3 separate regions of the Mus musculus genome follow, and regions 1 and 2 are each linked to region 3. A link is a contact called in public Hi-C and HiChIP or PLAC-seq data. All regions are on one chromosome and are shown on one strand. Each heading gives the region's core, a stretch centred on a gene start, on an enhancer-like site or on the middle of the called end of the contact. The rest is flanking DNA. Distances are from core to core; before and after follow the strand shown. Region 1 overlaps Grap2 (GRB2-related adaptor protein 2). Region 2 overlaps Enthd1 (ENTH domain containing 1). Region 3 holds the start of Rps19bp1 (ribosomal protein S19 binding protein 1).

Evidence for each region. A called contact is a pair of places that touch in the nucleus more often than the background predicts. HiChIP or PLAC-seq counts read pairs in DNA pulled down with a chosen protein or histone mark.
Region 1: a Hi-C map of B cells shows a contact between it and region 3, with 41 read pairs. The contact joins the enhancer-like site here to the promoter of Rps19bp1 in region 3. A contact is called at or near these places in 8 of 39 promoter capture datasets (3T3-L1-derived adipocytes, the C10 cell line, HPC-7-derived erythroid cells and 4 more), 4 of 15 datasets of contacts at CTCF or cohesin (the NIH/3T3 cell line, large pre-B cells and pro-B cells), 48 of 484 Hi-C or Micro-C datasets (the 63-12 cell line, the AML12 cell line, B cells and 35 more), 24 of 115 datasets of contacts at active chromatin or transcription factors (the 230-238 cell line, the HPC-7 cell line, the NIH/3T3 cell line and 16 more) and 3 of 9 other capture datasets (embryonic stem cells, macrophages and pancreatic islet).
Region 2: a contact with region 3 is called in an H3K27ac HiChIP or PLAC-seq map of T-cell acute lymphoblastic leukemia, with 2.5 times the contacts expected there. The contact joins the enhancer-like site here to the promoter of Rps19bp1 in region 3. A contact is called at or near these places in 5 of 39 promoter capture datasets (the C10 cell line, embryonic stem cells, hippocampal neurons and 2 more), 4 of 484 Hi-C or Micro-C datasets (bone marrow-derived macrophages, cerebral cortex and nephron progenitors), 16 of 115 datasets of contacts at active chromatin or transcription factors (the 230-238 cell line, DN3 thymocytes, the SCID.adh cell line and 10 more) and 3 of 9 other capture datasets (embryonic stem cells, macrophages and pancreatic islet).

The regions. Positions count from the first base shown.
Region 1 is chr15:80,613,868-80,617,666 of GRCm38.p6, reverse strand. All of the region lies in intron 1 of Grap2 (GRB2-related adaptor protein 2), which reads right to left. Among named protein-coding and RNA genes, the nearest start is that of Mir6957, 30 kb to the left of the region's middle. Within about 2 kb of position 1,641, at least 48 of the 459 cell types and tissues checked have an H3K27ac peak or open chromatin away from gene starts, as enhancers often do. A contact at or near this core is called in the 230-238 cell line, the 63-12 cell line, B cells and 11 more, where this site is marked.
Region 2 is chr15:80,536,288-80,539,955 of GRCm38.p6, reverse strand. All of the region lies in intron 1 of Enthd1 (ENTH domain containing 1), which reads left to right. Among named protein-coding and RNA genes, the nearest start is that of Enthd1, 22 kb to the left of the region's middle. Within about 2 kb of position 1,770, at least 47 of the 459 cell types and tissues checked have an H3K27ac peak or open chromatin away from gene starts, as enhancers often do. A contact at or near this core is called in the 230-238 cell line, DN3 thymocytes, the SCID.adh cell line and 4 more, where this site is marked.
Region 3 is chr15:80,262,746-80,266,837 of GRCm38.p6, reverse strand. It overlaps Rps19bp1 (ribosomal protein S19 binding protein 1), which reads left to right and starts at 2,532. Exons shown (of 4, transcript NM_175109.3): 1 at 2,532-2,611; 2 at 2,721-2,855. The coding sequence starts at 2,560.

The sequences.
Region 1 (3,799 bases), core at 392-2,891, 350 kb before region 3:
CAGCCTCCAGACTGCTGGGATTCCTGGTGCAGGCTAGTGTGCCTGACTTTTGTTGAGCTTCTGACTATATATTAATGATCTTGTATTAAAATCTGTATTGTGTCATTTCCTTCCTTCCTTTCTTTTCTGTTCTCTTTCTTCCATGTCTGTGTGGTTCATATATGTGTGTGCATTCATAGATATTTAGGCACATTTGTGTACATGCCTGTGGATGTTTAAAAAGCAAACTTGGGTGTCTTTCTCAGTCACTCTCTAGGGATTGAGGCAGAGTCTCCTGCTGAACCCAGAGCTTAGCAATTCTGGCCAGTCTTGGTCTTGTGGGCCCACAAGCCTGCCTCAGTGGAGCACCTCTCTCTTACTTCCTAGGAACACAGGCAGCAACGATGCCTGACTGGCTTTTAAGTGGGTTCAGGGATTCAAACTCTGGTCCTCTCTGCAAGCACCTTCTCCACTAAGCCATCTCTCAAGTTCCTAGTGTGTGCATTTCCTTGCCCTGACTGCTGTAGCCATGGCTGGGATCATTCTGCCTTAGTGGGCATTTAGCTTAGCAGGGGAGGACAAAAAGGCATAGGTAAATGGCGCCTGAAAAATCTGTAATCACTGGATGGACAATGACCCTTCAGCTCCCTGTCAGCTTCTGTTTAAATGTTCTACCAGAGGCGCAAACCAATTTATGTGGGACGCAGGAGGCTTGGCTTCTCTACACGTTGGGCTCTTGAAGAACTGAAATGTTAACCTGCCTGCCAAATGTCTAAGAAGTCAGACACATCCCCTTACTGTGTCGTCCTGAATTGTCGCTAACGGATCCTCTGAGCCTTTAAAGCAGTGACCTGCGAATTCCTTCCTAGCAAGAATCCACCTCTGTTTCTTCAAAGATTTGAATCTAAGGCCAGAGAGTGTAGAACCGGGCAGCTCTAACCAGTTCATGCACGGATGGACCCTTGCTATTCTGCTTTTGCCCCAGATCACTGCTGCAGGTGGCCCTGCATCCAGGGGTGGCTCTCAGGACTCTCTTCATTGATCTGTAGCCAGGGATTCCTCTAGATATTGGTCCACTTAAATGAGAGACTCCATCACTTCCTTTTTTGGTTTAGGATCTTTTAGGAGAATAAACAGCCTTCTCAGTGGAGACAAGTGATCTCCCTCCAGAAAATAGATGCACAGCTCTGATTCCGCTGCCACGGAAGAAAGCAAGACTAGCGAAGCACATCCCACCCAAATCACTTCTATCCAGGACGCGGAGATCTCCATCCCCTCCAAAGTGACCATGGGCGTACAGGGCATTTCTTATTTTTCTCCTGCCCTCTTTATTTTCTCACTCCTATGCCCCAGGGGAGCACAAATCCCCCGTCAGGACTGGGCTTGGAGACCCAGAGGAAGTGGCTTTTGATTAGAAGCCTCCGGGGCCCCACCCCCTACTCCCATCCATTTCTGTCCTGTGCGCAGGTGTGTTCCCCAAATAACAGTTCATCTTCTTGCTGCTTCTCTTCTGCGGGAAGCCACCAACAGAGCTGTCTCTAATGACAGGAGACAAAGGGGCAGCTGGTTTGGCAGCAAGGTGGCTGAGCGGGCAGGCAGGGAGGATCATACTTTCTCCTCCTCATCTGGAGAAGCCTGAGGCTCTGTCCGTCATCACCGTGACGTGCCTGCGGGGTGGGTGGGGGTGGGGCAGGTCATTCCAGGCTTTACCACTACATTGCGCGAGGCCCTATTACCTACCAGGCCCCTCCTGGAGATTTCTGCCAACCCCGGGATCTGTCTCTTCTGCTTTCCTGATTTCCAAGTGGGAAGCTTCTCTGTGGGTTGGAAGGCACTTGGTGTTCAGGTTGTGGGAAGCATATAAGCAGGATGTTTTTCAGACACACAGACAAACGTACACGTGGTGGAGTGGGGGTGGGGGTGGGGAGCCCTTAAGCAGGTCCTGTCACCGTGATTATGGCGACTGCATTCCTCTAAGGGCTCCTGCATTATTTCTCTCTTTCTTTTAATTCCCTCTTTTTCCTTCGCAAGATTTTTTTTTTTTTTTTTTTTTTTTTTTGGTTTTGTAGGAAGGAGTGGGAAGAGAGGAAGTGGAAAGGAAGAGAGGTGTGAGGACGCTGTCCTCAGGCAGGCCCCCTCCCCTCTGCCTATACCTCAGTTTCATCCCCAGCTCTCATCACACGCCCTCTCTGTAATCCCCTCTGCCTGGCTTATATAATCAACTATTTTTTTTTTTTGTGCTTATAACATATTGTGTCATTCACCCCCAAACTTTATCGAAGAAAAATACCCTTTTGCTTTTTTTTCCCTTAACCCTAACACACATGTTCTATTAAACTCAGACAACTCCCACCCCCACCCCACCCCCTTTTTTTTTTTTTTAACCTGTCAAACTGTCAGGCGAGGCTGCCTCAGAAGAAGGGAAGCTCACAGAGGAGGGGTGGGGTGAGGTCGGGGAGGGGAGGGGCGGGGCAAACCTGCCTTTAAACCCCTGTTGCTTACTTGGGCAGCTGAGGACTCTTAGTTCTCTATGCCTCAGTTTCCCCTCTGAGAATTCAGATGACGTCCTCACTTGCCACCTCCCAGGGAAAGCGAGTGCAGAAAGCCCCGTTCAGCTCTGGCATTTGCCTTCATAGTGTCTTTTCCCCAAAGCGTTTTGGCATCGGAGTATTCTACCAACATTTCTTGTAGAGAAAAACAAATGTCAAAACTGCTTTTAAAAGTGTAAATCCACCAAGCATATGCTCCTTTTTTCTCGTTTGAAGCCTCCATCTCCCCTCACTTCCCCTGGGCAGGTGCTAACTTCTTTCTCCTGGCCATGAGCCTTGGCTGTGGTGTTAGCCAAAGATATAGCCGTGGCGTGGGATGGAGACCACTCACTAGGTAGGAGGAGAAGGTTGACTTGCCAAGGAGAAAGGAGGAAACTGATTTGGCTTCTACACTCTGCCCAAACACCCAGGGCGAGATCATGGTGTGGCTGGCTTAGAACAGGAAGCTGGGGGGCAGCTGGGGGAGGGAACATACCACCCAAGTTTCACCAACGCCTAGAGACAAGAACCCGCCAAGACCAAGCGGCCCTTGCGTGCTTGTGATCTAGGATGTGGCAAGGGTTTTACCAGTGGGCACTCATTGTAATTTTGGGGGTGGAGCAGAACTGGGAATCGAACCTACTGCTTCACAGGCACGCTAGGCAAGCTCTCTACCATTGGGCTACCTCTAGAGCTCAGCATTTATTGCTGTTATTGGTGACTGGACATGGGAGAAAGAAGCAAGATATGAGAGTGAGTGTCTGATGTTTCCTAAGGCTATGTGCTTGCTCTGCTTGGTTTCTTGGCCTCCATTGGTACTAGCAAAATCATGGGCCTTCCTCCCACCAGGTCAGGATAATTGCTAACTAGCTTAGGCCTACTGAACCTTCCTGGGTGGCTGGCTGTCAGCTAAGAAATTGACAGCAGCAATTCCCACATACCATGGAAATTCAAGCCCATTACTTCTTGGTCAAAGAGGCAATGACTGCAATAAACTGGCTGACCTCAGAGTGGGCAATCGTGGGCTCAAAGGCAATTTTAGAAATGGGAACCGTGTGTCACTTCACACAAACTGCAGCCCCCCCACTTCCTCCTCCCTCCGCCTTCTCCCCTCCCCCTCTCTCCCGCCCACCCCCTGCAACACATTCAAGGGTTTTCAAGTTCACGCTCTCTTTTAAACACTAGTCACTTACCATGGCTATATTTAGAATGTATGTTTTAAAAATTCTCCTGTTGTTTTATTAAAACAACACCATGCAAACCTCGAAACAACAGCATCAAAATGCCAAGAT
Region 2 (3,668 bases), core at 521-3,020, 270 kb before region 3:
TGTGGCCTTACTGCTGTACTTGGAACACATGGTGCTGTTTGCCTCCATCATGGCTCTACTCAGCTGTTGAGTCTACGATGGTGAAGGTGGTTAGCCTCCGTTTGTACTGTAGTTTCGTAGCTGGATGTTTATTTGAGTCGGTCCTATCTTCTGGTCCTATTTGCCTCATGCTCATCTTGAGTTTGTTACATGACTCCATGTTCTTATTTACATGTGTGTGTGTGTGTGTGTGTGCACTCGCGTGCATGTATGTGGCAGTCAGGACAACTTTTGGGATTCCGTTCTTCCCTCTCATGTTGTTTGAGGCAGGTCTCTTGTTTCAGTCTCTGCCACTCTGGGCTGCTGGACTGTGAGCTTCTGCGGATTCTCTGGATTCCTCCCACTTCCCTGTAGGAGCGCTGGGATCACAGTGTGCGAGCAGCTCACTAGTATGTGGGTCCCAGGGATCAAACTTAGGTGTCAGACTTGGGCAAGAAGCACTCTACCTTCTGAACCCTCTCTCCTGCCCTGTGGTAACTTCCCAATAGTTTATTTTTAAATCTTTTGAAGAAAAATTTAAAATCCTACAGAATATTGATTCTGTAGAAGAAGATCCTCTAGATACATTTCATTGGAGTGGGACTAGACTTACTGACTGTGTAGTGTGGGTTAGAGTGACAGCTTCAGACTCATGGACGGAGAGGGTCTTCCCACAACTTCACATGCCCACTTGGCCTTCATGCTGTTGCTCAGTTGTATTTACTCTGTTCACTGCTGGGCTGCAGTACAGCCTTCCCAAAGTGGCCTGGAGTCTGAGCCTTGTCGTTACAGACCCAGGCTAGGGCCAACAGGCGACTTCACCTAGTTCCATGTGGTAAGACTGTGTTGTGCCTGCTTCTAGGTCCATATAAGTAGCTCTCAGTAGATCTATCCCAGAGAGCAGTGAGTGCAGACCCTCACCCCAAAGGGTGATCTCTGACACCTAAGTGGTTCAGGTCCTCGACACCAGATCAAGAGAGCTCAGCAGCCCTGTGGCTTGAGCCACACATGTGACTTTCTCCTTTGTATTTCTCTGTGGAGTTTTTTTTTTTTTTTTTAATCTTGTTTTTGAGGCTGGCAGTGCCTCAGAACTACCAGGTGTGTGGAGCAGAGCAGTGCTTTGAAGCATAGCTTTACTGTGCCAACACAACGGATGGGGTTTTGTCTTGTCTGTTTTTGTAGTGCTGTGGACGGAAGTCAGGACCTTGAGGATCCTAGGCAGGGGCTCCACGAGACACCCTTTCAGCCCCTGACTGAAAGAGGATTTTTTTTTTTAATAGAAATAACTTGGTCAGAGACTTTAGTTCAGTGCCTGTGGGTTGGGATTCTTTTGGGGGTCACATATCAGACATTCACATTGTGGTTCCTAACAATAGCAAATTTATAGTTATAAAGTGGCAACCAAGTGATCTCATGATTGGGGGCTACTACAGCATTAGCAACTGCATTGAAGGGTCACAGCTTTAGGAAGGTTGAGAATCACTGATGTAGCAGCTTCTCTCTTCCTGTCCCTGCCCTCTTTAGGCCTCTTAGAAGGTAGATTGGAGGGAAGATTAATAGGTAGATAACACGCTACTTACTATAGGCAACACACGATCTGAACTGAGGGAGATGGAGAGGAAGGATAGAGTTGGTGGGTTTGGTTGGTAGACCTGATATATGAATGGGGGAGGGGCATTGTATGTTCATATTGCCCATGTAGAATGGAAGTAAAATTCACTGCAACAGGAATGCAGTTAGAAGAGAGGATGTGGGTAGGACTGTTCAAGAGGGAGGCAGGCAGACTGTTAACATATCTTGAGTGTTATTGAAGACAGGCATATCTCTTAGCACACATATTCTTCTATAACAGACATTAATGCCCAGAACCTCTGAGTCTCTCCTTCTCCAGCATTTGGGAAACGTTCCTTGCCATGTGTCTCCATTTCACACACTGCTGAATGTCCTGGGGACAAGCAAGTAGAGTCCTCTCCTTTGTGGATGTTGGAGGAAAAGCCATCTATCAAGTGGGCAGCTTCAAACCGTGTCACGTCTCTAAGTGGCCAGGGCTGTGTACCCTCCTCACTAAGACTTATGTGACTGCACCCCACATTCATGTCCAGCATGTCACCCTTCCGTACTTTCTTTGGAAAACTCATTTTGGCTTGAAATCACCCTGTTAATACTTGCTGGGTGACTCACCCAGTGCATACATGCACTTGTCCCCTTTCCTTGCTGTGTCCTCAGTGCTCAGAACTCTCTCTTGCTCTCAGCTGCTCAAGGGATGATTCAATGGCTGCAGAAGCAGCTATGCTTGGACACCAGTCTCTTGCACAGCTGCTCTAGTGGTGCTCATCTCCAGTCTCTTACCTTGTGTTTGAGAGGGCCCAGGTTGGCCTTCTGCTTGGCCCTCCTTCTTTCTTGTTAGGTTTCAGACCCAGGACAAGGGGCTGAGGTGCACCTTTTACACATCAGAGCAGACCTGGCCTCCAGGTTTTCCCAGCATCCCTCAGTCCCTACCTAGCATAGTCCACCCCCAACCCTGAACTTTCCAGTCCAGGGGCTGAGCTGCCCTTCCCCCAGAGGCTATGTAACCCGGACATTTTGGTTTCTTCCTCTCTTCCTCCTCTTCTTCCCCCTTTCCTTTTCTCTGCATGGGCACTTTATCTTTTTCTCTTCCCCTCCCCTCTCTCCTTCCTTGCCCTCCCCAGAGCAGCTTCCCATAAGCCTGCATTTAATGTACTCTGATCTGGCTTGGATTGGCTCATTTCACCGGTGGAGAAATAACTTACCACATATTGATCTTGCTCCCATTCTACGTCTTTATTAATTTTTATGTGTTTTTATTAATATTTTTGTCACACTTTGTGATTCTCTCTTAAAAATATTTATTATCTTTACTGTATGTGTGTGGGTGTTTTGCCTGCATGATATATGTGCATCACGTGCATGCCTGGTGCTCACAGAAGCCAGAGAAGAGAGCTGGATCCCCTGGAGCTGGAGGGAATCATGGCTGTGAGCCACCACGTGGGTGCTGGGAACTGAACCTGGGGCCTCTGCAAGAGTCACTAGTACCCTTAGCTGCCAAGCCACCTCGAAGTCTCATGCTGTGCTTTGCCACTGGAGGTTGTGTATTGTAGCCCCCACCCTCTGCCATAACAGTGCACGTGACTGCTTCAAACCATGCCAGTCAGCCATCCTGGATTCCTTCAGTTTAGAGGAAGGAGAGGGAGCCCTCAGACTGGAGTGAGACGCAGTTCAGAGAATCTGTGTTTTCTAATCTTGCCCCATTCCTTTCTTCTTTCAGACAGGAAGCTGTTGTCCTTCCTGTGCTGTAAGGGTTTTATGCTGTGTCTTCCTTCGGGTCTTTTCAGAAGCATAGAAGTGAATGGATGCTTTTGTTGTTTATCTCCTCCTTGAAACAGACTTAGGGGCTCTTCTTGACTTTTCTTACTTCTTGATATGGGGCTTTAGAGGAACCCTGACTGGTACAGAGGGCACAGAATGGTAGCTCAGGGAATTAGGCAGAGTGAAATGAGATGCCCACTCCTCTTTGGGGCAGAATGCAGTGGCCTGGCCTTCCTGAAGCTGCTCTGTTCCCTTGTGGGAGTCGGATGCTTTAGGGAGGAGGCTCCCACCAGGGCAACCATCTTTCTGCTTGCTGTGCCTGC
Region 3 (4,092 bases), core at 1,283-3,782:
TTGAAGGTGCTTCAGGAGTATTGCTTCATTGATCCCAGGTGGCTGAACTGTAAGGAAACGACTTCCGAGGTCTATTTAACAAACGGGGAAACCAAGGTGCTCTTCGAAATGGATTTGCCTAGGGTCACACGGCCCTCAGCAGTCTCTATACCAGATGCCTACATCCAACTGCCTGGGCACACTTTTCTGGAAAGAGACCTAGCCTCTATCCTGGGAGGCCCAGCTTGTTGCTTCTGCCTCAATTTCTCCATCCAGAGAGGATCATCTGGCTGCCAGTGGGAAGGCTGTATCACTGAACTAGCAGGGAGCCAATCCAGGAGCACTGGACCTCACACATCCATTCATCCACTCTGACTGTAGGTAGTGGAGCAGGAAGCCAAAGAATGCTGTCCTGCAGCGCCACCTAATGATCACATGGTCGCAATGTGGACAGCCACACAGGAATTGATTTCCTTCCTCAAGAAATATTAGACAGACAATATACCTACCTCAGTGAATGGAGTTTATGCATGTGAAACACAACAGGAACTTGACTCTTGTTAGCATTTGTTATTAAAAGTGTCTCCCTTCTGGACTAGTTTAGTAGAGATTTGACAATGAGAGTTGTCCAGGGAGAATCACTGTTTCTTTGTGTCCACATTCTACAGTATCAGGTACGCAAACCCCTCAGTATCTGTTGGCCCAGTGAGTCCAGATGTCCATTTTCACTCCCCATTCACAGACCGGCTAGCGCTTCATGGCTCCCACATACCAGGTGCTGGTTACGAGTCTCCACAAGTGAAATAAACCAGGCAGGGTTTCTCCTCATTGCCAAAAAATAATAATTTCTTCTGGGTTAGGAGGTTAGAAAGCTTGTTTGGCACTCAAGAGTCTGCATTTGATCATCAGCACTGCAAAAACACACGAAAGTGACGAAAAAGAAACCTCTAGACTAGAGGTTCTCAACCTTTTTGGTGTCATACGCTCTTTTCACTCTTAAAAACTCAGGGCTGAAGAGAAGGCTCAAAATAACCAAGAGCACTAGATGCTCTTCCAGCAGACTTGGGGTCGTCTCACATCAGCCTGTAATTATGCTTACTTCTGGCCTCCACAGGCATGGGGTATACCTATGGTGCACAGACATACATGCAGGCAAAAATCCATATGTGTGTGTGTGTGTGTGTGTGTGTAATATATATAAATATATGTATACTTAAATTAAAAACAAAAACGAAGCCAGGTGGTGGTGGCACACGCTTTTAATCCCAGCACTTGGGAGGCAGAGGCAGGCTGATTTCTGAGTTCAAAGCCAGCCTGGTCTACAGAGTGAGTTCCAGGACAGTCAGGGCTGCACAGAGAAACCCTGTCTTGAGAGGGGGGGGGGGGAACTCATGTAACCAGAGAACATTTATGTGTAATATTTATCGATAGAATATTTACATCTATGTGTAATATTGATTGTAATATTTATTGATCTATCAGACTAAAAACTGACCTTTTTTTTTTCAATACTAGGGATTAAATCCAAGCATTCTACCGCCAAGCTATTAATACATCCTAGCTCTTCTTATTAATCTGTAACCCAGACTGGTCTAGAATTTGGAGTGTAGCTATGTGATATAAACTGACCTGAAACTTGCCACTCTCCTGCCTCGGCTTCCCAGGTGCTGGTATTCTAAGTGTTCTGGTATCACTGTGCCCAGCAGTATTTACTGTTTCGCCTGACAACCAACTCATTGCTTAATAACATAAACAGTATTTTGCAGCAAATAGCTGTATTTTTCAAAACAAAGCACTTTATTTTGCATGTTTGCAAATCTATTTCTTTGTTGGGGTTTTTTTTTTTTTTTGGTCTTTTGTTTGGTTTTTTCCTTTTGTTAGTTTTGGTTTGGTTTGTTTGTTTGTTTGTTTGTTTGTTTGTTTGAGACAGAGTCTTGCTATGTAGCCCAAGTTAGCCTGGAACTCAGAGCAACAATCTCTGTTCAATCTCCCAAGTATTGGGACTACAAAGTACGACACCTAACCTCCTTGGCTTTACTGATTCTCACACAGATTCTCACAGTGCACGGGACCGGTGTAATGCTTTGAAGGTCATGAAAACTGTCTAAGCCCGGCAAAGTGGCTTAGGTCTGTAAATCCGGCCCTTGGGCGGCAGAGAGAGAAGGATCAGGAGTTCAAAGTCATCCTCAGCTACAATCGAGTTCAAGGACAGCCTAGGCTAGATGTATCCTTGTCTAAAAAGAAAGTAGAAAGAATCACTTCTTTTGCAGGAACTCAGTCTATTCCACACTTGGCCCCTGGACAGAATTGACCAGTAAGGCTAGAAGTCGAGTCTGCCCGCCCACACAGCCTGGATCACCAGAGACCTGTTGCTTAGAAATTGAACAACTGTGGCTTCTGCGCTTTGGACACGCCCCTAGCTCCCCGCTCCTCCGGGGCTATAGGAAAGCCATTGAGCCTGCGTTCTAAGGCAGCACTTCCGCTCGCTGCGGAACCCTGAGCTCCTGCTCCAGTTTCTGCCGAGGAGCGAACACCGCCAGGGCGGAAGTAGCTCGCCGCGTGTGGGCGGGGCTCGGAAACATGTCGGCGGCGTTAGTGCGGCGCGGTTTGGAGCTTCTGGCGGCGTCCGAGGGTGAGGAGAGCAGGTCCTGCGACAGTCGCGCTGTGTAGGAGAGCCAGCCGGGCGGGTGGGGAGGGAGAGCGCGCCCTTCAACTCGGTCCTTCGCTGCCTTTCCCCGTAGCTCCCCGTGCGGTCCCGGGCCAGGTCCAGGCTAGCGGGACTCCGGCGAAGCGGACCCGGAGGGCGCGGGCCAAGGCCTCCCAGGCTCTGAAACTGCGGAACTCAGCGAAGGGAAAGGCGCCTAAGTCCGCTCTAGGTGAGTTGAGAAAGACTGTGAGCGCTTCTTAGAATTGGGGGCAGCGCCTTCGAGTCGGGAGTTCCAAACGTTCCCCGAGACTCCACAAGGAAAAGGCAAAATGAATGTTCAAATCGTGGGGGACAGGTTTCGAACCCAAGCAATCTAATTCCCAGGTCTGCCGCTGTCTGCTATGTGGCAGTTAACAGGATGAGAGAAAGAGGGAAAAGCCTGGGAGTGGTGACACACATCTGTCATCCCTGCACTTGAGAGGTGGAGGCAGGAGAATCAGAAGTTCTGTGTCTTTCCGTGGTGAGTTCAGGGCAAGACCTAATCGTGAAGGCAGATGAAACGCAAGACCCAGGCGCTTGTGAGCTCTAGCCGTGGTGGGGAGAGAAACATCAGAGAGTCTCTCTTAATTATTTATTTATTTATTTATTTGGCTTTTTGATACAGAGTTTCTCAGTATAGCCCTGGCTGTCCTGGAACTTACTCTGTAGACCAGGCTGGCCTCGAACTCAGAAATCTACCTGCCTCTGCCTCCCAAGTGCTAGGATTAAAGGCGTGCGCCACACGCTTACTCTGTAGACCAGCCATCAGAGAGTCTCAAAACTAACAAGCAGGGTTTTGCCAAGTGAGTGAGGCTTGTGAGGTGAAAGGCTCTGCAGTGCTCCGAGGAAGAATCAAACTAACAAGCCAAGGTGGAAGCAACGTTAAGGCATCTGAGAAGGTTTTAGCCAGAAAGGCTTGAGAATTTGGAAGAAGGCTAACGGGTAAGATGAGCAAGAGGCAAGATGGAGGACCCATCAGGGATAGAGGGCTGGCTCACTGGTTAAGAGCACTTGCTGCTTGCTCTTCCAGAGGACCTGGAGCCCCCCAGAAGCCCACAAAGCTGCTCACAGCCCACTGTAACTCCAGGTCTGGGGATTAGATACCCTCTTCTGATTCCACAGACGCTCACTTGGGGTGCACATACATACACTAAGGCACGCAACACACACACATTTATGAAATGAAGCACTCAGTCAACAGTTTACCCTTCTAAACTAACTAACTCGTTTGACCCTCACGGCAGCCCTGTGAGATGAGCAGATCTCTCCCCCACTTTACAGTTACAGAAACAGGCACCTGCCCAGGTGATAGAGGTGGAAGCCGGGCAAATTGTCCCCGTGCTGTTGCTCTTAATGTGCTCTGCTCAGGTGACAGTGCCTCCTTCCATCCCAGTAGGGACAGCAGAAGTGAGTTGATATCATTTACC